Linked DNA regions of Pan troglodytes: region 2 is linked to region 1. Evidence: chromatin contacts called from public capture Hi-C data. All regions are on one chromosome and are shown on one strand. The core of a region is the stretch at or near the end of the contact, and the rest is flanking DNA. Distances in the headings are between cores, read along the strand shown.

What was found. Capture Hi-C pulls out chosen DNA fragments and counts their contacts.
Region 2: a contact with region 1 is called in a capture Hi-C map of stem cell-derived neural stem cells, with 4 times the contacts expected there. The contact joins two enhancer-like sites. A contact is called at or near these places in 2 of 7 Hi-C or Micro-C datasets (both in induced pluripotent stem cells) and 1 of 1 other capture datasets (stem cell-derived neural stem cells).

Annotation. Positions count from the first base shown.
Region 1 is chr19:53,480,343-53,484,354 of NHGRI_mPanTro3-v2.0_pri, forward strand. No RefSeq gene overlaps it. Among named protein-coding and RNA genes, the nearest start is that of LRRC75A, 20 kb to the right of the region's middle. Within about 2 kb of position 1,444, at least 10 of the 24 cell types and tissues checked have an H3K27ac peak or open chromatin away from gene starts, as enhancers often do. A contact at or near this core is called in induced pluripotent stem cells and stem cell-derived neural stem cells, where this site is marked.
Region 2 is chr19:53,527,483-53,531,848 of NHGRI_mPanTro3-v2.0_pri, forward strand. The region is part of intron 1 of LRRC75A (leucine rich repeat containing 75A); the gene reads left to right. Among named protein-coding and RNA genes, the nearest start is that of LRRC75A, 28 kb to the left of the region's middle. Within about 2 kb of position 2,874, at least 2 of the 24 cell types and tissues checked have an H3K27ac peak or open chromatin away from gene starts, as enhancers often do. A contact at or near this core is called in induced pluripotent stem cells and stem cell-derived neural stem cells, where this site is marked.

The DNA.
Region 1 (4,012 bases), core at 194-2,693:
GCAGGGGCATGCCAACCACTGTGACAGGTATGGAGACACTGCAAGAACCAAGACAGATGGAACCTGGCCCTCAGGGAGCTTAATTCTGGTAGGAAAGGTGGACAGTAAACAAGTAAACAAATCAAGCAAGGAATCACAGAGTATGATAAGTATGATGAATGAAATAAATGGCCGGGCGCAGTGGCTCACGCCTGTAATCCCAGCACTTTGGGAGGCCGAGGTGGGCGGATCACCTGAGGTCCGGAGTTTGAGACCAGCCTGACCAACATGGAGAAACCCCTTCTCTACTAAAAATACAAAATTAGCCAGGCGTGGTGGCGCATGCCTGTAATCCCAGCTACTCCGGAGGCTGAGGCAGGAGAATGGCTTGAACCCGGGAGGCGGAGGTTGCTATGAGCCAAGATCATGCCATTGCACTCCAGCCTGGGCAACAAGAGCGAAACTCCATCTCAAAAAAAAAAAAAAAAAAAAGAAAGAAACTAGGATGGGCCAGGCACGGTGGCTCACGCCTGTAATCCCTACACTTTGGGAGGCTGAGGCGGGTGGATCACCTGAGGTCAGTAGTTCAAGACCAGCCTGGCCAACATGGTGAAATCCCGTCTCTACTAAGAATATACAAAAATTAGCTGGACATGGTGGCACGCTTCTGTAATCCCAGCTACTTGGGAGGCTGAGGGAGAAGGACCCCTTGAATCCATGAGGCAGGAGTTGCAGTGAGCTGAGATTGCGCCACTGCACTCCAGCCTGGGTGACACAGCAAGACTCCATCTCAAAAAAATAAAAGAAACAAACTAGCATTAGCCAATAGAAACTGGACAGGGACTAGTTAAGATGTATGGCAGTCAGTTTATCTTCCTGAATTTTTTCCAGCTTGAGTTACATGACAGATCTCATGTGTCATCATGTTGTAGGATCTATCACATTTTGCACAGCTAGAATTTTCTCCTGTCACGTTTTGGACAGCCACCACTGCCAATGTAGGAGTGGTGGGGGAGGGGTTGTTGGAAAAAAATTCTGTGATTTGCTCCCTGAGGCTACACTTTGATTCCCTGGGTCAAAGTAGCAGGGATGGGAGGCAAAGATGAGCCAGCAGAAGTGGAAGGGGACAGTGACCATATCCCAATGTCACAGAGTACATGCAAGAAACAATGTACAGCCATTTTTTATGCCCATTCCTTATTTCTCCTGATAATACAGCCTGCTCCAGGCACAGCAGGGATGCTCAACCCAAGTCCCTCCCAGAATTTTCAAGTGGGAGACAGGGAGGACGCTTCCTCTTTGGCCCAGCAGCTGTGAGGATATGAGCTTAGAGATGATGATGCTTTTTCCCTGCTGTGTGAAGAGGCTTAACTGCACAAAGAGAGAATGAAGCCAACACACCCAGAGCAGTGGGGATAAGAGGTGGAGAAAATGCGCCCTGCTGGTCCGGCTGTCCCTGCGGCCAGCTGCACCCCATCACTTCCTGTGCTTTTGTTCTCTGAGCCTCTTCCCTTTTCTGCCTAAACTGCTTTCAGGTGAGTTTCTGCAATTTGCAACTGTATTAGGGTTCTCCAGAGGAAAAGAACCAACAGGATGCGTGTGTGTGTGTGTGTGTGTGTGTGTGTGTGTAGAGAAAGAGAGAGACAGAGACAGAGAGAGATTTATCGTAAGAAATTGGCCTGTGCAATTATGGAGGCTGAAACTTCCCAAGATCTGCAGTCAGCAAGTTGAAGACCCAGGAGCATACATTCCAGTCTGAAAGCCACAGACTCAAGACCCAAAAAGAGCAGATGTTTCTGTTTGAGACCAAAGACAGAAAAAGACCAATGTCCTGGTCCCCACAGTCAGGCAGGAAGGGGTTTCCTATTACTCAGCCTTTGTGTTCTACCCAGGCCTTCAACTGATGGGATGCAGCTCACCCACATTAGAGAGAACAATCAGCCTCACTCAGTCTACAGATTCAAATTCTGACCTCGTCCAGAAACATCTTCACAGACACAGCAGAATAATGTTTGACCAGATAGCTGGGCATCTAGTGGCCCAGTTGAGCTGACACATAAAATGGACCATCGGAGTAGCCTAAGTGTCTAATTGTGATGACGTAGCTGAAATCACACAGAGTGGGGATCATATCACCACCTACTCCTGAAGTCAAGGCTGTACTAAACAAAGCAAGGGCCCCTTGATGGCAGGCTTGAACTTGCGCTGCTCCTACCATTTAGCAGAGGGGACCCAAGCTAACCTCAGGGGCAAAGATCCCTGCCATGTTTGCCTCATTCAGAGCTCTCTCTGCTTCCTAAGGCTCCTAGCATCAAAATAGGCTCTTGGGGATTGGCTGTTTACTGGCTAGGGTGAGCTAAGCTGCTGTGACAAGTAGACCTAAAGATGTAAATTGGCTCAAACACAGGAGTTTATTTCTCACTCACATAAGCGACTGCAGCATGTGTTTTCAGCTGAGGGGCAGCTCTCTGCCATAGGGTGATGCAGGTCCAGGCTCCCATCATGGCTCTCCCATCCAGCCTAGTTGTCATCTACATCTTGCCAGCAGAAGGGAAAAGGGAATTCTCAGAAGCCTTGGCCAGAGTGGCACACATCACTTTAGGTCTTGTTCCATTGGTGGGAGCTACTGAAATGGCCACACTAAACTGCAAAGAAGGCTGGAAAATGTAATCTGGTCTTGCATCTTGTTATAACTTCCATCACTACAAAAGGGGAACATGATTGGGGTGGGCAGAAAAGTCTGCTTTCTGAGAGAACTAAGTGGCTGGCACTGGGGCATTTGGATTCTAGTTCTAGACCAGGATTTCTTAATCTTGACACCATTGGTATTTTAGACTGGAAAATTCTTTTCGCAGAGAGGAGGCCGTCCGGGCATTGTAGGATGTTTAGCAACATCCCTGGCCTCTACCCACCTGATGCCAGTAGCTCCCTCAACCCCAGTCATGACAATGGAAAATGTCTCTAAACATTGCCACATGTCCTTTGGACACAAAATCACCCTCCATTGTTCTAGACAACAAGAGGCATGGTCAGAATCTTCTGTCAACCGGAGAGGAAATGTAATGAAGTGGCATGCTCACACTTCCTCTCTGTCACTTGGAAAGTGTGGCTACTAGTTTTTGCTCACAACATTGACAGAATAGCTGAGATGCTGACTTGAAGTTTCAGAGAGAACTGAGCGATAATGACTTCGAGCCCTCAGACTCTTTAGTGAGAGAGTAATGCCATGAGAATAATGCCCAGGGATTCTGCAAATGCTCATCACAGCCAGAATAGCACGAAAGGAAATGCCCTGTTAAGCTTCTTCACTTCACGCCGCACAAAAGTCAGAACAGGCCAGGTGCAGTGGCTTGTACCTGTAATCCCAACACTTAGGGAAGCCAAGAAAGGAGGATGGCTTGAGTGCAGGAGTTCGAGACCAGCCTGGGCAACGTGGTGAGACCCTGTCTGTACAAAAAATTTTTTAAATTAGCTGGGTATTCGCCGGGTGCGGTGGCTCACACCTGTAATCCCAGCAATTTGGGAGGCCGAGGCGAGTGGACCACCTGAGGTCAGGAGTTCGAGACCAGCCTGGCCAACGTGATGAAACCCCATTTCACTAAAAATACAAAAATTAGCTGGGCATGATGGCACGTGCCTGTAGTCCCAGCTGCTCCGGAGGCTGAGGCAGGAGAATTGCTTGAACCCAGGAGGCGGAGGTTGTAGTGAGCTGAGATCGCACCACTGCACTCCAGCCTGGGTGACAGAGTAAGACTTTGTCTCAAAAAAAAAAAAATTAGCTGGGTATGGTGGCATGTCCCTGTAGTCTCAGCTACTCAGAAGGCTGAAGAGGGGGAATCACTTGAGCCCAGGAATTTGAGGCTGCAGTGAGCCATGATTGCGCCACTGCACTCCAGCCTGGGTGACAGAGCAAGAACTTGTCTCAAAAAAAAAAAAAAAAAAAAAAGGCAAACTCATACTAGCTTTTCTGCAATGAACAGACTTTCTGAGTTATTTGTGTGGATTCTCTGAAACATCTGTGAGAGACAAGATT
Region 2 (4,366 bases), core at 1,624-4,123, 49 kb after region 1:
AGTGAGTCCCCAGACCTGTTTGTCCAAGCTCCAGTTATGTAGGGCCCCCTTCTTTGAAATGCCGTGTGCTGCTGTGTGCTGGGTCCGGCAGCTCGGAAAGGGAGCCGAGAGTGACTCGGTGTCAGGCCAGCCACGCTCTCCGAGCGTCACTCCCCACCAGCAGTGACTCAGGTGCACCTGCTGGTGTTCCCAGACATCCTGATGAGGAACTGTCCACAGGCACAGTTCCTAGAGGTGGTACCGTTTAGACCTATCATGAGGAAAATGGGATTGTCCTCAATGCCTCGTGCTTTTTAAGACAAACCAGCCCCTCCAAGACTAGTACAGTGCACAGGAGGGGCTGCAGGGACCACACCTGGATCTGATTCTTCCACTTCCCTTGCACATGCAGCAGGCCTTGTGTGCCTACCCCCATTCTGTGTCTTCCTGAGAAGGAGGGCAGGCCATGGGTGCAGAGTCTGAAAGGAGCCCATTCCCAGGGCTGTGGCCCAGGCTGCAGCCTCCTGAGACACCTGAGGATCTGGTGACCTCTCCTCCCTCACACCCAGCCCTGTGGGTAGTCCCAGCAGCTGGTGACACCATCATCTCCAATAGCCTGGCTTAGGGGAGGGGGGATGGAGAGGACATCAAGGAGGCAGGAAGTAGCCCAAGGTCCTCAGGACTATGAAGTGCCCTCAGTTAGCATAAGCATCCTGTGGGCCTAGGTGGGGTTGAAATAAAGCAATAAAGCAATAATGTGTGCCATGGCCTTTGGCCAGCCTCTATCTGGCTTTCCCTGTTGTAGCCCTGGGACCTTGGGGAGCCCCACCCCACCTGGAATTCACAGGGCGGGCCGGTGTTGGCCGTGACTCACAGTGACCCTGAGCTGCCTTTCTAGGAGACCCTCCTCCTTCCCTCCCATCCTGCCTCTACACTCCTTTTCCCCTCCTAAGCAACAACCACATGAACCCAGACAGTGCTCCAGAGAGGCAGAGCCACAGTCAGCAGCTGGGCAACCAGGGGGATGGCGCGGGGAGACGGCAGGGGAGTGGGCTCCAGAAAGGACATTTGGCATCTTCACAGACCTGCCCAACCTCCTGGGTTGGCAACTGGGATTTTCTTGGTCCTTCCAGGGATGGCCTAGACTAGCTTGGAGATGTAGGGGGTCCAGGAAGATGGGGCAGGGCTGGTAGGAACACAAGAAACCCAGGCAGTCATCTGGTCCAGGGCTTTCAAGCTTCTCTTTGGAACAGAACTGCGTTCATTTGTTTGTAACCAGGAGCTGCTTTGTAAGAGCTGCAGCCCACAGCCCTGCTGGTTCCTCTCACCTCCCTCTTGTCTACCGCAGCCCCCGACCGTCAGCCTCAAGATCTTGGAACACAGTTTAATAACCACTAGTGTGGTTCATCTGCCCATTTCACAGATAGGGAAATGAATCCCAAGAGGGAAGTCTCTTGCCACAGACTTACAGCGAGTTGGGGCTGGCCAGGGCCTAAAATCCAGTGCTATTTCCCAGGGTCATTTAGGGACAGACTGCAGGGACAATTGTAAGGGGGAGACCACTAGGTGCCGGGGTGCTCACAGAGGAGAGGGGTGCCCAGGGGCAAAGCAGAGGAGGCATAGAGGCTGGCATTAAGTTGCCAACCACAGAGGAGCAGCCCAGCCTGCTCGACAGAGTGTAAAAGAAAAATAGCTCCATGCCTGTGGCCTCTTCCCCGTGGCCACCAGTGCAGCCTCTGACCATGGGAATAACCACCCCTCTGTTTCCACCTCATCTGCCCTCCTTCTCCAGCTCCCTGTCCCCAGGAAGGGGAGCCTCAAGCTGTAGGCAGGGACTGGCTGGCAAACCAGGCACTGGGCCACAGCTCGTTTGACCACACAGGCCCTCTGAGACCATAGAACACAAGTCCTTTGACTTTCGGCCTTCCTGTGTCCCCAGCTTCCTCCCGCCCCAGGGAGGGCAGGGCTGTGATTTTGCACATTAGTGGGTGATAGTTTGTGTCCTGGGGTCCCTCGTGTCCACACGGCTCTGACACACCCTCCTGACCATGAGGCCAGTGTGGACTCTGTGTGCTCAGGTCCCCGCCCAGCCCTGACTCCTGAATTTTTCTAGGGAGAGAGCTCATGGCTTTTGACACATTCTCAATTGGGTCTGTGGTCCAGGAGATCGAGAACCCCTGCAGAAGGTGAGGACGGGCCTTCCAGGGAGGAGGGGGCAGAAATGTAGTAGAAAGGGCACTGCTGCTTTCTCTGTTCCCTGCCAGAGGCTTTACATGTAACACTTGGTCTTGTTCCCCTTGCCTCCTTGTGATGCTGGGGTCACTGTCCCCATTTTACAGATGAGGAAACTGAGGCTTAGCATTGTCAGGTTGCTTGCTTCAGGATGCAGCCCTGGCTGAGGGATTGAAAAAGCCAGGGCAGGGCCAGAGGTCAAAGGCGGGTATTGCACCTGCTTCTACAAGGGGGTGCAGCTCTAGAACCTGTACCAGCCAGTGCTTCAGAAGCCTCCCCTGACTGCATCCATGACAGACCTTGAGCCCCCAGGTCTTGGTTCCCAGCAAATTTTTTCAGCAGCCAGAGAGCCTGGCACAGGACCTGGCAGTTTGCCTCCAAGGTTCATTCCTGCCATATGGAAAACAGCCCTCACAACTGGCCTCTTGTGTCCTCACTGAGGCGTTAATGAGGGTGGGGGCAGAGTGCCCCCTAACCACGGCAGGTAGGACCCGGCTGGCAGGTGGGCTCCAAGGGGCTCCCCCCAAGAGGCTCCTCCCACCCCCAGGCATGACACCCAGGCCCTCCAGAGCCCCCAGCAAAGACTTTATTTGCTTGTATCAATGTCAGCTGCCAGACCGCAGAGCCCGTCCCTGCCCGCCATCTGTCCAGCTCAGCCACCCTCTCACCACCCCCTGGCAGATAAGAGCAGTGCAATCTGCAGAACATGCCCAGGGCTGAGGCCGTGCCCCACCCCCATCCTTCCTGAAATTCCAACAGCACAGAAGGCGTGGGCTTTGGTGTCTCCATCTGTAGAGAATATATGATGATGTCCAGCCTGCGTGCCTTCCAGGGATTTCTAAGAATCATGTGGGGAAGGTATTTTAAAAGTTCAGAATACAAACAAAATGACAAGGAGCAAACTCAGCTGGTCACCCACACATTCCCTGCCCAGACGTCCCGTCCCCAGGGCACTGGACCCCAGCCACCTGGGCTGGGAGCCTTTCTCTGGGCTGTGCTGGGGCAGCTGTGGGAGCCCCCAGAATGAGGACAGCCTGCAGTGGGTGGGCCTGCTTTGCCTCCCTACCCAGGGATGCCTCATGTTCCCCAGGATGGTGTGAGGACAGTCTCCGGATGGGAATGTCAGCATTGCCTGGTCTGTGCAGGGCACCAAGCTAGGGTCAGGGACTGTCGTGTAGCTCATACCCAAGGATGGCAGAAATTGGGAGGGGGGGGGCTTGAGGAAAGGGAGCAGGCGTACCTCCCCCTTTCACATGGAGTGGCACGAAGTTTAGTCCCCACCCCAGGGCAGGCACGTCATGTCTCCTTACTTCTCCAAAGCCGATCACTCCGTTTTAAGCTCAGGGGTCTCACGACCTACTTTAGAGGAAGGTCACAGGATTCTTCAGGGCCTGCTTTGGGGGAGAACAGCAGTCAGAGAGACCTTCCTGTGTCAGCTGCCTCCTCAGATGCCAGGGTACCGTATTCTGGGGTGGTGTGTCCTGAGCCCCCAAACCCAATTCCTTCCTCAGACCCAGGGAAGCTCTGCTCCAGCGGTTTCTGCCGCGGCCCCACCACACTTAGTAGCATTCGCCTCCAAGCTGCTCCCCTCCCATCGGGAAGATTCCACTCAGTACCTTTCTGAGGGAGTCCTGATGAGGTTTCCTTCTGGGTGCCTGGCAGGATCTGCTTACAACCCCCCCACTCAGAAACCCCCAAGGCAAAGGAACACTGAGGCTGCATCGGCTACAGAAGGAGCAGTAAAAACCACGTCAGAAGCAGGAAGAAAACACAAATAAATATCAATAAACCATCCTGTCACAAGGCAGTTAATTCCAAATTTTGCCACCATAGAGAAGCAGCTGCTTGCACCGAGGCAGGCCACCCTTGGCTTCCTCCTCTGGAAAACCAGAGAGACAAAGGTCAGGGGCTGTCCTAGGAGAGGGCCACAAGCCAGGACCTGCACAAACTGCAGAGCCTGCAGAGGCCAGTCCCTGCTCTTCCTCAACTTGGAGGCAAAGACAAACAGGAGGGGCCTGCCCCAGCCCCTGAGGGAAGTTCTGCAGATGCTCCCCACCGGGGCTCTGGGAGGCAGAGTCGCCTCTAAGGGTCTGTGCCTACTTCTCTTGGGGATGGTGGGCGAGCTGGGTGGGCAGCCAGCCCTGACCTCTGGGCA